Linked DNA regions of Mus musculus: regions 2, 3 and 4 are each linked to region 1. The links are chromatin contacts, called in public Hi-C, HiChIP or PLAC-seq and promoter capture Hi-C maps. All regions are on one chromosome and are shown on one strand. Each heading gives the region's core, a stretch centred on a gene start, on an enhancer-like site or on the middle of the called end of the contact. The rest is flanking DNA. Distances are from core to core; before and after follow the strand shown. Region 1 overlaps Sv2b (synaptic vesicle glycoprotein 2 b). Region 2 overlaps 1500012K07Rik (RIKEN cDNA 1500012K07 gene). Region 3 has its middle 53 kb from the start of Gm46017. Region 4 overlaps Sv2b (synaptic vesicle glycoprotein 2 b).

Region 1 (3,286 bases), core at 638-3,137:
TCTCTCTCACACATTCACACACACACTCACACACATACACATACACTCTCTCACCCCCCTCTCTCTCACACACACACACACACATACTCTCACACACACTCACACACACATATACACTCTCTCACACACACTCTCTCTCTTCTCTCTCCCTCCCTCTCTCCCTCCCTCCCCCTCTCTCTCTCTCTCTCTCTCCCTCTCTCTCTCTCTCTCTCTCTCTCTCTCTCTCTCTCTCTCTCACACACACACACACACACACACACACACACTGATGGACCGTGATGCACAGGAAGGCTACAGTTGCAGAAGCCAGGCATTAGAGCAGACTCCCTGCCCACTGCCATCATCCCTGCAGCCCTCTCCTTCCTTGTTCCACAGCCTGGGCAAGTTCGAGCTCTGGGTTCCTCCTGGGAGGTGTGTCCCATCTCTCTTCCTCCAGCCTCAGGTGCAATGGCTTTTGAACCATATCAGTCTGGCATAGAACACAAATCAAGACACCCACCCACCACTTGCAGCAAGCATTTGTGAACTTGGTGGAGTTACTGAAAAGCTGATGATAATGGAAATGATTTCAGAGTGCATAGCTTGGCCCTTTCTCCCTTCCAGACCTTTCCCTCTTTCGAAACCTCTTTTTGTGCACGGATGTCCTTCTCCACACCATGTCAGAATGTGACAAAACATGTGCATGTGCACATGTGCATGCCTGCATGCAGCCTTGATTTCTTGGGAATACACTCACTGGGTTCTCAGCTTACGCTTGGTCACCTTTCACACATACGCTACTCCCAGAGCAACTGGGCTGTGACTTCTTTAAGGAATACTTCTGGAAACCTGGCTCGGCTTCTGAGACTGGCTGTCCTTGGTAGAAAAGTGATCCCACATTCTCACTTGGCCAAGTGCAAAGAGATAAGATCCAGCACATTACAATTAGGCTTTTATCTGAACAGAAAGTGGTTTGCTGGTCTGCAGCTCCTACCCAGAGGTGGCTGGGATTCCACTGTTGGGTATTCAGGGGAAAGCTTCCTCAGGGTGAGCTCTGGCAGTCAGCTAGTTCATATTCTTTAAGGAAGTTTGAGGTGATACAACCAACAAGCACCCCAACTTCTAAAGGCAAAAGCTAAGCTGTTTACTTCAGGACCTTCATGTTAGGGATGGGAGCACACTGGGAAGGAAGCCCATGGAGATCAGAGTGCAAGGGGCCTCTCAGACTCTGGGATTTTCTTACCCTATTGTGTATGCCACTCCCTAGATCTTAGGGTGTCACATCTGCTTTGAGTGACTTTCCCCCTTCTTCTTCTTCTTCTTCTTCTTTTTTAACCTAATAGGAAAGAGGAACTAAAAGGTTATAGGTTCGATGTTCCAAACTGACTTGTTGATCATGAGCTATGCTGAAGTGGAAAACGGGGTAGTCCAGGAATTAGGGGAAAGGGGAGCAGGGAAGGGGGAGGCAGGGGAAGAAGAGGTAGGAAAGAGAGAGGGAAGGAAGAAGAGAATGGGGAGAAAGGAAGTGAAGGAGGAAGGTAGAGAGGGAGAAAGTGCAGGAGAGGGGAAAGTGGAAGGAAGAAAGAGAAAGGGGAAGCGAAGGATAAGGTGGAAAGAAAGGGAAGGGAAGGGAAGGAAGTAAAAACACCAGGATGGAGGAACTGAAAGTTGACCGACCTCAGAGAGCTGGGCTGACATCGGAGGTCAGCAGGGGCTTGCATACTCTACTCAGTCCACCTGGGCAGAGCCACAAGCTGGTTCTTGTGTGTCCCCTTAAGTAAAGCACTCCTAAATGTGCTTGCTCAGCCATAGAGGTCAGCCCTGAAGCTGTTCATCCCAGTGCTCACCTCTAGCTTGACTCAGGAGCTGCAGGCTTTTGAAGCTCTGAAATGCTCCTCCCACGCGCCTGGACAGCCACAGCTACAAGCTTTCCCTGCAGAGAAACCCTGGAGGGTCTGGGACTTGGAGCATTCTACAAGAACTTCGGCAGGGTAAACAGGAACACGGGCCATATGCTCTTCTCCGTGGCACCCAAGAAAGTGTTCTAATTAATTGTAAATTCGAGCAGTTGTGCTGGAAATCAACACGCCCACTCCCCAAAGCCCAGGAACAGAGCGTTATTTCCCCCAAGGAGCAAAGCAAAGAAAGTTTACACCACAGCGGCTGCTTTGGTGATTTGGAGCGTGCTTTATAAGGGGCTTTCAAATCTGCCATCATCCTTTCCATTTGGCCTCCGGTGGCAGTAGCTGACGCCCAGAGGAAAGACTATTTTCACAGACTGCGCAGCTGCAGCTGCAGCTGCAGCTGGCAGCAGGATCGGATTACAGATGTGACTGTCAGGCACCTGGCCATCCTGAAGATTATCTAGCCCCATCCGGGTTTCTCCTTGGCATCTTCACATTCACAGTTTATTGGCTGAAAGAAAGACATGGAGAACTTGGCTCTATTTTATCCTAATTCAAACACTTCGTTAGATGAACAATAGAATAGAACAATGCTCTTCTTCTGGTCCTGTGAATTTGGGGAGAGTGTCTGCTTTGTGGACCTGGCTAACTCAACTAGAGGAATTTGCACTCCTACAATTCAATGATTAGTTTAAAAACCACATTGACGTGAAAGTTGCTGTTATAGTGAGTGAGGGTTATTTACATTAGACTTTCCAGGCTTTTATAGTTTGAGAACACAGACCTATTTCACTTTATCTGTCGTCAGAACTCTCATTTATAGCAAGAAAATTGGGATGTCCAGGAAGCCATGTTTTCTCTCATTCTGTTGTGTTTTTAAAACATCTCAAGTAGCAATGTCCCTCCTCCGAGTTGTGGCTTTCCTGTATTCCAAACTGTCCTGATGTTCATACTCACTAGCTAATAGAAGTGTGGATTTTAATGCAGTAGCAGCTTTTGTCAGTCAACATATTATAAACCTGGTAACACATATTTCTCAATGGCTTGATTTCCTGAAAAGACTATAGTTCAAAATGAACTATAGTTCATTTTGCTTGCAGTCAGACATATCCACATGGGAAAGTTCACCGAGAGATGCCATGCAAATCTTCATTTAAAAAAAATCATAAAAATCAGAGGACTGTTAAACACTTTTAAAATTCTAGATAATTCAATAGAGCCAAATACATTAAACATTTAGAAGAAAAAAAAGTTGAAGATAAATAGTGCTGAGATAATCACATCCGTCCTTGTTTTCCAGGTTTCCCACATCAAAACTCCCAAGCAAATGGATGAATTCATTGAGATACAGAGCTCAACCGGAACTTGGTACCAGCGCTGGCTGGTCAGGTTCATGACCATTT
Region 2 (3,295 bases), core at 159-2,658, 190 kb before region 1:
TTCTGATATTTACCATGCACAAATATTTATGTGGCAGGAGGCAAGTCTGATTACCATTGTTATGGTACTTTTCCCATTGTATTCCCTGGCCCTCAGTCCATGTCATTCCTTACCAAATTTCCATTCTATTGCTTTTCAAATGCTCAACACTGTTCTTTGAAACCTAACAGAGATGTGTTCTCAAGCTTTGGATATGAATAGTTTGAAAACCCTCACCTCAAAGTGTCCAGTGCATACGCTTATGTGCGTTAAACAAGATGATGAAGAAGAAAAAAGGATGGAAGCGTTCCCCTGCCAGAGAAGATGAAGAAGCTCCAGATGGGACTGGAGAATTGGATTAGTGGCTAAGAGTACATATTGCCAGGTGTGGTGGTGCACACCTATAATCCCAGCACTTGAGAAGCAGAGGCAGGAGGATCTCTGAGTTCAAGCCCAGCCTGATCTATATATCAAGTTCCAGGACAGCCAGGTCTACATAAGAGAGACCCTGTTTCAACAAAACAAAACAAAAACCAAAGCAAAACAATTAAAAAGAATACATATTGCATTCAGAAGATATGAGTTCAGTCCCTAGCACCCACATGAGATGACTTATAACTGCCTATAACTCCATCACTAGGGGATTCAATACTCTCTTCTTGATTCCATGGGCATCATCACTCAATGTGCACAAACCCACACAGGGCACAAACATAGCACATAAATGACAAAGGATAAAAATAAGCCAGGCCTGGTAGCGCATGCTTTAATCCCATCCTGGCACTTGGGAGGCAGGAGCAGGTAGATCTGAGTTTGAAGCCAGCCTGGTGTATATACAGAGTTTCAGGCCAATTAGGACTACACAGTAATGAGATCCTTTATAATAATAATAATAACAATTCTTTGAAATAAAATTGTTTTTATATTTACTTATTTTATATGTATGAGTGTTTTGTCTGCATGTATGTCTATGTATCTTGTATGTGCCTAGTGCACATGGAGATCAGAAGAGGGCATTAAATCTTCTGCACCTGGAGTTACAGATGGTTGTGAGCCATCTTGTGGGTTGCAAGAGCAACAAGTGATCTTAAGCGGTGAATCATCTCTCCATCCTCCAAAAAAAAAAAAAAAAGATATTTCAGCTAGGGTGTACATAGAACCTGTACAAAGGAATAGGCTAGTGACTGTGGGCAGAATCACAGGGCTTAGCAAGGAAGACTGAGCAAAGCTGCTGCCTGGGCCTTACTCCAGTGAGCATCATCTGCCAGCTACGAGGATGGAACTGGGTCAGGATGAACCCAGAGACCACTGGCCTTCTGTGTGTGTTTGAATTTCTAGTGCCACAGAATAAAGCCAATAGTTCCCTTCCTCCCATGCCGTGGAAACACCCACAGAGATCAGCCAGCGGGTCTTTGGCACATGGACCAATTCTCTCATTGGCCATCTGTTCTCTGAGACTCTGCTAGTCTGTCTGGATGACTTTGTGTGGTCAGTGTTACTCTTCAAACATTTGCAAGCCTATCTGACCCCTGGAAGGGCAGTAGAGAGGCTACATTGAAATCCTATGCTCCAGACTTTGGAGGAATTGTATAAAATCAGTTCCTTGAAGCATGAAACTCTCATCTTCATCTGCATATTGGAGTTACTCTGTAGACTCAGGTCGGAGGCTGTGTTTTCTCATATACATTCTCCTCTCCATTAAATCATCTTCCAGAAAGTGATTTCACACTTTAAAGTGTCTCGTCACATGCAGCTATACGCCACTATTGACTTCAAAACTCCCCTCATGTTGAACATTAAAGTGATTTCCAGTGTTTTGCTGCTACTGCCAATGAGAAATGGTCCCGAGTCTTTTTGTCTCTAAATTAAAAAAAAAAACAATATATGACAATCAATCACAAGATAATTACTGTAAACATTATTGTCTGGCTTTTGGGTTAATTTTCTAGGCTTATTAGCAGTCTTTAAGCAGCTGAGGCCCCAGCTGCATTGCAGATGGGCAAAGCCTGCAGAGACCAAATGGACACAACACCCTGGCTAAGAGAAGAAAGGCAGGTGCAGGAGTTATGAGATCTCCATGGAAACGTGATTCCTGGCTAGATACACATCTTGGTTTCTCACTCCCTGTCTGTGAATGTGTGGTGCCTGGAGTATATAAAATAAGCTCCTGCTTTGAGCTTGGCTGTTTCTAAGTAGATTCCTCAGCTGTTAGTAGCCTTCGTCCTCTTGCGTTTCTGATGGCAAGTTGGTTCTGAGTTGTCTTCACATATGAAAAGCATAGAAGACTAATGGCTTTGTTGCAAACACTTGGAGAATGCTGGTCCCTTGCAAGTCAATAAGTGTTGAATTATGCATGACAGCATCACCAAGTTACATTTATTATTAAGCTCTGGGTTATAGTGGCCAGGGGATTGGGAGAGCAACCCAAGAAAGACACCAGCCAGGAAGAGTCACAGTCCCTTTGCTGCAGATTGTTACAGCAGAACAAATTTAGTTTGTGCCAGAGAGCAGAAGTGTGTCATTCCTCCAACATTTCCTGACTTGGAAGTACGAGTCACTCTGAATTTTCCTCTACATGGTCACTCTGAGTTTTCCTCCTCATTCATGTTTGAGAGAACTGGTAAATTTCAATGCATTTTGTATTTCTGCGTGACTAGAAGGAACACATACCTATTCTAATAAAACTGGAAGGTGTAAAAGATTTAAGTAAAATTTTCTTCCACTTAAGTAAATATTATGGGACAGTGAGTTGGCTCAGCAGGTAAAGATGCTTGCCTCCAGATGACCTGAATTTGATCCCTGGGACACACATAGTGGAAGGAGAGAACCAACTCCCACAGCTGCCCTTTGGCCTCCACATACATGGTGGGGGATGATTTCTGCAAGGTGGCTTGATGTAAGCTGAGCCTTTAAGGTGACATCAAATATTTTTAGTTCAGTAACACACACACACACACACACACACACACACACACACACACCATCATCATCTGTGTTGAGGTTACAAAGATAGAAAGCTAAAATAGGACAGAGATAGCTTTTGGCTGAAGGAGCATAAGCCTATCTAAAAACCTGGGCAACCAATTTATATCCACAGTAAAAGCTGATAAGTGCTATGGTGTAACCTGTACACATGGTATACTTATGATTAAATATTTGGAAGGCTAGAGGGGAATCACTTTATCCAGCTAGGGCGGTTTCCTTACATGATGACAATTGAGCTAAAATATTGGGGTGGAGGGACTCACAGAGACCAAAGGAGCATGCTTTGGTGTGCACGAGGCCCTCTGCATATATGCTGTGGTTGTACAGCTTG
Region 3 (3,516 bases), core at 448-2,947, 240 kb before region 1:
TGTGAGCAAGTAGAGGCCAGAAGTCAATATCAGATGCCTTCCTCTATTGCTTTTCACCCTTTAACAAGTATTTATTTTTATGCATGTGTGTGTGTGTGTGTGTGTGTGCTGGAAGCTAGAAGATCTTAGATCATGGTTGTGAACTGTCCGACATGGGTCCTGGGAACTAAAGTCAGGGTCTTTGGAAGAGCATGAGTTTTTCTTATTTGCTGATCCATCTCTTTAGCCCTGTCATCTTGTATTTTGAAAAAAGGTCTCTCAATGATCCCAGAGTTTAACATGTCAGCTAGATTAGCGGCAATAAGCCTCTAGGAACTCTCCGTTGCTGCCAGTGCTGGGGTTATAGGCATGTACTGCTTCCCCTGGCTTCTCTGAGTCTTAGATATTCCAAGTCAGATCCTCATGTGTGTGCATTGGGAAGTTTACTTTTCAAATACCATAATGTTTGAAAGGATAGGTTATACATCTTATTTATGACATCAGTCATTATTTTCTGACCTATATGCATTTTGTATATTTCAATACTGATGAAAATGTGCTTTAAGAAGTCCAGGTTTCTTATTTAAACCAGGAAGTGTTTTTTAAAAAAAATTATTATTGTTGTTATTATTGCTACTAGTATTTTGAGGCAAGTTCTTGTTCTGTAGCCCAGGCTGGCCTCAAACTCACTATGTAGCCCAGGCTGGTCTTGGCCTCACTCAGCCTTCTGAATGTAGAGATGGCAGATGTGTTTCCAACAATAAAGTCCTCATGTCTCTCTGTTTTTTGGTGCTAGGGATCAATCCCAGGCTTTGTCCATGTTAGGCAAGTGCTTTAGCATGGACAGCTTAGCCAGAGAGATCTACCTCCAATAGATTTACTCATGTTAGATTTTGGAGTATACTTTAATCAGACTTGGAGCCCTCAACTGGACTTATTGAAAACTCAGGTAAAGTTTTCATAAAGTTGACACAGTCACTTTCCTTACTGAAGACATTTCTAGTACAATACTTGGAAAAAGAATGTGTTTTTAGGTCTAGGAGTTTGTTCCAAAGTTTCTCTCTTATTAAAGACACTCCTATGGCGGGCAGTAGTGGCCCACACCTTTAATCTCAGCACTCAGGAGGCAGAGGCAGGTGGATGTTTGTGAGCTGGAAGCCAACCTGGTCTACAGAGTGAGTTCCAAGCCAGCCAGAGCTACACAGAGCAACCCTGTTTGTAAAAACAAACAAGCGACACTCTTGTGACTTCGTTCTGGGTATATACGGAGTATTATTCCTTCTCATTGTGGAGAGGCAAGATCTACTTTGGAGCTGCATTCTTGCTTTTTCATAATCCTGACTCCACCCTTTACTGGCTGTGTGACTCTGTCAGCCATTCTGAGCTTCTCTGTGCTTCCATTTCCTCATCTGTGCAAGCCTCCTACAGCCCACAGCCTGCCCAAACTGAGGACAGTGCCTGGCACACAGTAAGCCTTTTATGACAATGTGCCACCATTGTTATTTTAAAAGCTCTCAGAGCACATAACCATAGGCCTGTTTTACCTCCGGCTTAGATGAAGCTCAAAGGGCAGAGGGCAGATGCCCAAAGCTAAGCAGCTTATTTAAAGTAGAGTAGAAATAGATGAGAGAAAGCCAAAGCGCTTTTCTCTTTAGATAGTTATCAAACCACGCTTCACTGCAGACTCTGGGCTTGGGTATGGCCCGAGATCAAAGGCCCTCTTATGTGCAGTGACATTTCTGAGCACAGGGCTGAGTTATAAAACTCTTGAATGGAGGGCTTTGGCACTTGGAACACAGCTCGAGATGGAAGGGCAGGGTTTTTATGGAGGCGATTCACGGAACTGCTTATGCTGGTGGAGATGCTTATGCTGGCGGAGAATCCAGACCGTTGTGACTCATTTGTCTTTTTATTGCTCTGGACCAAGAGCTGTTGTTTCCTTTTAAGTCCCTCTGTGGAGCTGAGCTCCAGCTAAGTCCAGGATAACTCTTTCAGGAAGACAGCGTGGCCTCAGTGAATATGAACAGGAATAGTGTGCTGTGGGGGCCCAGGGTCAAGTTTACCAGACAAGCACAGTGAGGACTTTTTTATTTTTAAACCAGGGGACACATTTTTGTTTGGAAACCAGAACATCCTTTCAGCCTTTAGCTCTGTACAAGCTTGCCTTTCCTTCTCTTTGCCACTTTCCCTCTCTGAATTGGATTGTGCTGCAAAGAGAAAGGGGGAACGAGTATGTCTAGGCTGTCACAATGGAAGCAGGGGGAACAGAAGACGTCATTTGGAGTTCAGTTTGCTTGAGGTCCTGGTCGGTCTCCTGGAAGAAACTGTTAGGAGAACTTTTGGACTGGAGAGTGAAGCCCAATAAGATAGGCAGGCTTCTGAGAGTTTCTAGTGCACCCCAACTCCTGGTACTGAATCCTTTGTGTAATCTCCTTCCTTTGTCTCTGAGTTAGAACTCCATGATCTACTTCTCTTATATTTTTGGTTGTGAGCCTAGCCTTTAACGGCTGAGCCATCTCCAGCCCCATGATCTACTTCTCATGAAAAGTATGGGACAATAGTAATGGGATATTCGTTCAGTGTTTAGGTCATAAAAGGCTGTGATATCTTTTTTTCCCCTTGAGATTTATTTACTTTTTATATGTGTGAGTACACTGTCACTGTCTTCAGACACACCAGAAGAGGGCATCAGATCCCATTACAGATGGTTGTGAGCCACCATGTGGTTGCTGGGAATTGAACTTAGGACCTCTGGAAGAGCAGTCAATGTTCTTAACCGCTGAGCCACAAAGGTTGTGATTTCTATCTTGTTGAATATCCTCTTGTCACCACAGTCTTACTTTTACTCTTGCCTGTGCATTTTGGTGTGCTCTGATGACAGTAGCGCCATGATGAAAAAGGCTTGTTGGCAAGGAATCATGATGGCTTCTGGTCAACATATAGGGAAGCCCTGTGGCCTTCAACCCATCAGCATTTAGGTCCTGAATCCTGTCAGCAACTGTGGTGATGAGTTTAGAAGGGCATTCACCCTGTCCAAGTTGGACTTTGAGTTGGTGATAGTCTTAGCTGTCACTTTGATTTCTGTCTTGTTGGAAGCTGTGAATCAGAAGCCCCCAACTACGTGGTGCCTGAATTTCTGATCCCCCTCCCCAAACGATGAGATAATAAATGTGTGTGGGTTTTATTTGTCTTTATATTTTGTTCTTTGGAGACAGGGTTTCTCTGTGTTGTCCTGGCTGTCTTGGAACTCACTCTGTAGACCAGGCTGGCCTTGAGATCTACCTACCTCTGTCTCCCAAGTGCTGGGATTAAAGGATGCTTGCCACCACTACCTGGATTTGTGTGGTTGTTCTAATCTAGGAAATTGGTAATTTTTATTGCACCATTAGAGAAATAATGCACGAGGCAAATGCAATTTAAGCTTTTATGTCGAGAGAGAAAGATGTCCTCCAAATTTGGGGTGGGTGTGGGGGTGAGTTGGATACTTTTAGTTAGTTTGAATCTTGCTGTGAAGAACGAGACCATTCAGATCCAAGG
Region 4 (3,495 bases), core at 707-3,206, 140 kb before region 1:
GCCAGCTTCTTGAGGCCAGCTGCATTCCTAGGCTTTAAATCCAGAAGTGCAACATTTTCAATTCTCTTTTGGATTTCAACCCTCCTACCTCTCTTATTTTACTTAACAGGATCCTATGGTTGCATAGCACCCTCCTGAATGAGCTAGAATGATCTTTCCATCCTTAATCATGCCTGCAAAATAAGTTTACCATGTAAGGTAAATATTCATGGATTTGGGGATTTTAGATGTGCATATATTTGGGAAGCTACCATTATGCCCACTATAACTGCTCAATTAGATCAGCCTCATAAATAAAAAACTCTTAGTGGCTATAAACCAAGCAAAGACAATGCAGAAAAGAAAGCCTGGAGGTCAGCGATGCCTTCTGGGTAGATGCAAAGATCTTTGACAAATGCCAGCATGCCAAATAAGAAGCAAACAAAAATGCTAGGCACCATGACCAAATGGCACTTGTTCCAGAATTGAAAAATTGGCTTAATACTGAAAAGTCAATTGAAGTGATAGAACACATGGGCAGAATGAATAATAAAGAAGCCCACATGATCGACTCAATCAATATAAAAAACCATTTGGTTGGCTGAATTCAAGAATGTTTTATGTTGAAAATATGGACGTCTAGGATAGTAGTTCATCAATCTATTGAAGGGAGTCTGTGATGAAGCCACAGAGAATGCAGTGCAGCTGGTGTTGAAAGACTGAATGTTCTTCCTTTGAGATCAGGATCAAGACAAGTGTCTGCCAACTGTACTTCAATTCAATACTGCAGGGCACATAACATGGACTTTGAACTCAAAGAACTGAGACTCAGATGCTAGTTCTGTCAAGCCATGTGGTTTTGTCCAATTCACTTAACCTCCCTGAGCTTTGTCCAGATAGGTGTTTTCCTTCAAGCAATGAGATCATGACTTTGTCTCTATTGGAGAGTTTATGTGAGGACTGTATGAATGCCAGGCTTCCAGTGCTGAGCTGGGCATGTGGCAAGTACTCAAACTTTCTCTCTCCTGTTTTCCATGGTATTCCCTTCTTCTTAAAAGAGAAAGATTTGGATGAGCCATGGGAAGGAGGGAGAAAGGTGAACCGAAACATTTCTAAGATATTCTGATTAAAGAACAGAGAGGGTGGTCTGGAATATAGACTGGCAGAATCTTTTGTGCAGTGTTCCAGAGCCAGATTGTTTTGTCGTGCCCTTGGTGTGAGTATGCCAAGAGAGCATCCTGTTCTCCACACCCACGCACCAACAGCACTTCCTCTGAGGCTGGCTCAGCCCAGAAGCTGATTAGAAAGCAGGCTCTCCACCTTCCCATGATTCTGTTCTTTTTGGAAAGGAGTACCCAAGGCTCATCCCACTGAGGGGTTTATGTGTAAGGATCTGAGAAGACAGGAGTGGAAATAGATGGAGAGGGAGCAGTGAGGCATTTGATATAGCTGTTCTTCAGGGCTCTAACATGCTGTCTCCATAGGCGGAGCTCAGGTACAACCTGTGTATATTAGAGCATAGAAAGTCACAAGAGCTTACCAGGATGTGTGTTTTGACTCTGCAAAGTTGTCAGGCTCAGCACTAGGTCTCTGAGCTTTTCGTTTCTTCAATATAAATATTAAAGTGGGACACATTTTATGGACTGCTGAGAGACTCAGGAGAAGATGGTAAATTATGGGACTTGGTGCTCTGTGGAGAAAAATGTCCTGAGGTATATGAGCCCACCCCGCTGGAAGAACGAAGGCACACCCATGAGAATTCTTGTCTATGTTAGGTTCAACATCCCACCCAGTGTGTGTGTGTGTTGGGGGGGGGCTCAAATCAAATCTAGGATTGTTTACACCCTCTGGGGATGAATCTCATCACCAGCCTCACCCAACTGTCTGATGGAGATTCCCACCCTTTCCCAGGAACAATGTCTGTTTCTTCCACAGTGAGTCACCCCGAGGCTGTTCTTGGAGAAAGTAGGATTCGAGAGCAGGGGATGTGTCAGAATTCGAAGGCTGTTCTGCTCTTTCCTTTAAAATTGACTTCACAGCTCATAACAGTGAGCTTTCTGCAAGTCTGAGAAAGCACACTGATCAGTAGCCTGCTTCTGCTGGAAGCTGGGAACCCTGCATTGCTGTATACAAGCTTCCTGTCCTGCCAATGGGCAGCTCACCAATGGGAAAAATTATGCCAGCCCTCATGTGCATATATAAGATCCCTGGGATCAAGTTATTTCAATATGTGTTCAGCATGCTCTGGAGTCAGTGTATGGCATGGAGGGCATCCACAAAGATGTCTGTCTCCTAAGATAGGCTGGGATAAAAATGTGCCAGAGAGACAAGCCAAGGGCTGGACTATGTTGAAAAAGACAAAAAAAATTCAGCTGTCTGGAGTTGGAACTAGGGAGGAAGGAGCTGTGAGGCTGAACCAAGGGAGGTGGTAGACCCAGCAAAAAGGTGGGTGAGAAAAGCTCAAACTTGGGCTTGGCCTGATTGCATGGGCGTGGCTGCAAAGATGGACAGCAGTAAAGTAGAGGCAATGGAGACCTAGAGGTAGAGCATGATGGGCCAGCACAGACCCATCATGCTCCCGGGGACAGAGGACAGCATGAGGAAGTTGGTAAGGGTGTAAAGCTACTAAAGGATATTTTGGAAGCTATTGACTTGGTCCCATGTGGTCTATGGACGGAAGTAGTAAGACTTCACGGTTTGGGGTCCACATCCTGGAGTCAGTTAGCCTTGTCACTGTAGCATAGGAGTGTCCTTCCTCAGCCTCTGCTTCCTTACCTATGAAATAGAGGGACAAGTGGGAGCTTAGAGAGGGTTGAGTCGGGGTGGTAAAGAGCTTTTCTTTTCTTTCTTTCTTTCTTTCTTTCTTTCTTTCTTTCTTTCTTTCTTTCTTTCTTTCTTTCTTTCTTTCTTTCTTTCTTCTGTCTTAGTGCTTGATGGGTTCGGCAAAGGGAGCTCAAACTAACAACTTAACTTTAAGGGGATGCCTATGGTGAGGGCAGGGTGGATAGGTTGGAAGGAAAGGTGCTGCAGACCTGGACCATGTGGGCAGCATCCGCCACAGTGTAGATAAGCCTGGCTGTGGTCCAAAGCTGAGTAGCAGTATGGGAAGAAGGAGGGTCAACCATGACTAATGCTAGTGCCATGGAAGGGTTAGAAGTTGGCAAGCATGGGCAAGAGGTTGAAGAAAGCAACAGGACCGAGCCAGCTGAAGATCCCAGGCAAGCACAGCAGGGAGGATGGGTAAGGAATTGCACATTGGGATTTCATGGGCCCAGTGGGCACCTGAATGACGCCTGCTGTAAATCCACAAGTGTGATCAAGGTGCAAGCCATAGGCATGGCTAGAGCTGAAGGTCTGGCTGAAATCATCCAGAGAGACAGCAGAAGCAGAGAAGAGAAGTGTCATGCACAGAACAATGGAGGACAAAGGCCGAAAGAAGCACGCAGAAGAGGAGACCCAGGGGAGCGCTGAGAGACAGCTTAAGGAAAGAAGGGAGTCTGTATTCTGCCTCATAGT

The links. Hi-C and Micro-C count contacts between places; a contact is called where the count stands out from the background. HiChIP or PLAC-seq counts read pairs in DNA pulled down with a chosen protein or histone mark. Capture Hi-C pulls out chosen DNA fragments and counts their contacts.
Region 2: an H3K4me3 HiChIP or PLAC-seq map of forebrain shows a contact between it and region 1, with 7 times the contacts expected there. The contact joins two enhancer-like sites. A contact is called at or near these places in 10 of 39 promoter capture datasets (the 3T3-L1 cell line, 3T3-L1-derived adipocytes, the HPC-7 cell line and 6 more), 1 of 15 datasets of contacts at CTCF or cohesin (large pre-B cells), 17 of 484 Hi-C or Micro-C datasets (the C10 cell line, the HPC-7 cell line, Th2 cells and 13 more), 7 of 115 datasets of contacts at active chromatin or transcription factors (T-cell acute lymphoblastic leukemia, embryonic basal ganglia, embryonic limb bud and 4 more) and 5 of 9 other capture datasets (adipose tissue, embryonic stem cells, liver and 2 more).
Region 3: a contact with region 1 is called in a promoter capture Hi-C map of adipose tissue. The contact joins two enhancer-like sites. A contact is called at or near these places in 1 of 39 promoter capture datasets (pre-B cells), 2 of 15 datasets of contacts at CTCF or cohesin (CD8 T cells and the NIH/3T3 cell line), 31 of 484 Hi-C or Micro-C datasets (B cells, the CH12 cell line, the HL-1 cell line and 22 more), 22 of 115 datasets of contacts at active chromatin or transcription factors (the 230-238 cell line, CD8 T cells, DN3 thymocytes and 18 more) and 3 of 9 other capture datasets (adipose tissue, liver and pancreatic islet).
Region 4: a Hi-C map of cerebral cortex shows a contact between it and region 1, with 2.3 times the contacts expected there. The contact joins two enhancer-like sites. A contact is called at or near these places in 2 of 15 datasets of contacts at CTCF or cohesin (large pre-B cells and pro-B cells), 10 of 484 Hi-C or Micro-C datasets (the C10 cell line, the C2C12 cell line, cerebellum and 6 more), 5 of 115 datasets of contacts at active chromatin or transcription factors (the 230-238 cell line, embryonic basal ganglia, embryonic stem cells and 2 more) and 3 of 9 other capture datasets (adipose tissue, embryonic stem cells and liver).

The regions. Positions count from the first base shown.
Region 1 is chr7:75,140,987-75,144,272 of GRCm38.p6, reverse strand. It overlaps Sv2b (synaptic vesicle glycoprotein 2 b), which reads left to right. Exons shown (of 13, transcript NM_153579.4): 7 at 3,184-3,286. Among named protein-coding and RNA genes, the nearest start is that of 4930533N22Rik, 110 kb to the right of the region's middle. Within about 2 kb of position 1,887, at least 74 of the 459 cell types and tissues checked have an H3K27ac peak or open chromatin away from gene starts, as enhancers often do. A contact at or near this core is called in DN3 thymocytes, adipose tissue, cerebellum and 4 more, where this site is marked.
Region 2 is chr7:75,327,949-75,331,243 of GRCm38.p6, reverse strand. 1500012K07Rik (RIKEN cDNA 1500012K07 gene) reads right to left here. Exons shown (of 3, transcript NR_045814.1): 3 at 1-1,839. Among named protein-coding and RNA genes, the nearest start is that of Sv2b, 20 kb to the right of the region's middle. Within about 2 kb of position 1,408, at least 34 of the 459 cell types and tissues checked have an H3K27ac peak or open chromatin away from gene starts, as enhancers often do. A contact at or near this core is called in embryonic basal ganglia and forebrain, where this site is marked.
Region 3 is chr7:75,382,947-75,386,462 of GRCm38.p6, reverse strand. No RefSeq gene overlaps it. Among named protein-coding and RNA genes, the nearest start is that of Gm46017, 53 kb to the left of the region's middle. Within about 2 kb of position 1,697, at least 93 of the 459 cell types and tissues checked have an H3K27ac peak or open chromatin away from gene starts, as enhancers often do. A contact at or near this core is called in DN3 thymocytes, adipose tissue and muscle stem cells, where this site is marked.
Region 4 is chr7:75,280,907-75,284,401 of GRCm38.p6, reverse strand. All of the region lies in intron 1 of Sv2b (synaptic vesicle glycoprotein 2 b), which reads left to right. Among named protein-coding and RNA genes, the nearest start is that of 1500012K07Rik, 26 kb to the left of the region's middle. Within about 2 kb of position 1,956, at least 13 of the 459 cell types and tissues checked have an H3K27ac peak or open chromatin away from gene starts, as enhancers often do. A contact at or near this core is called in cerebellum and cerebral cortex, where this site is marked.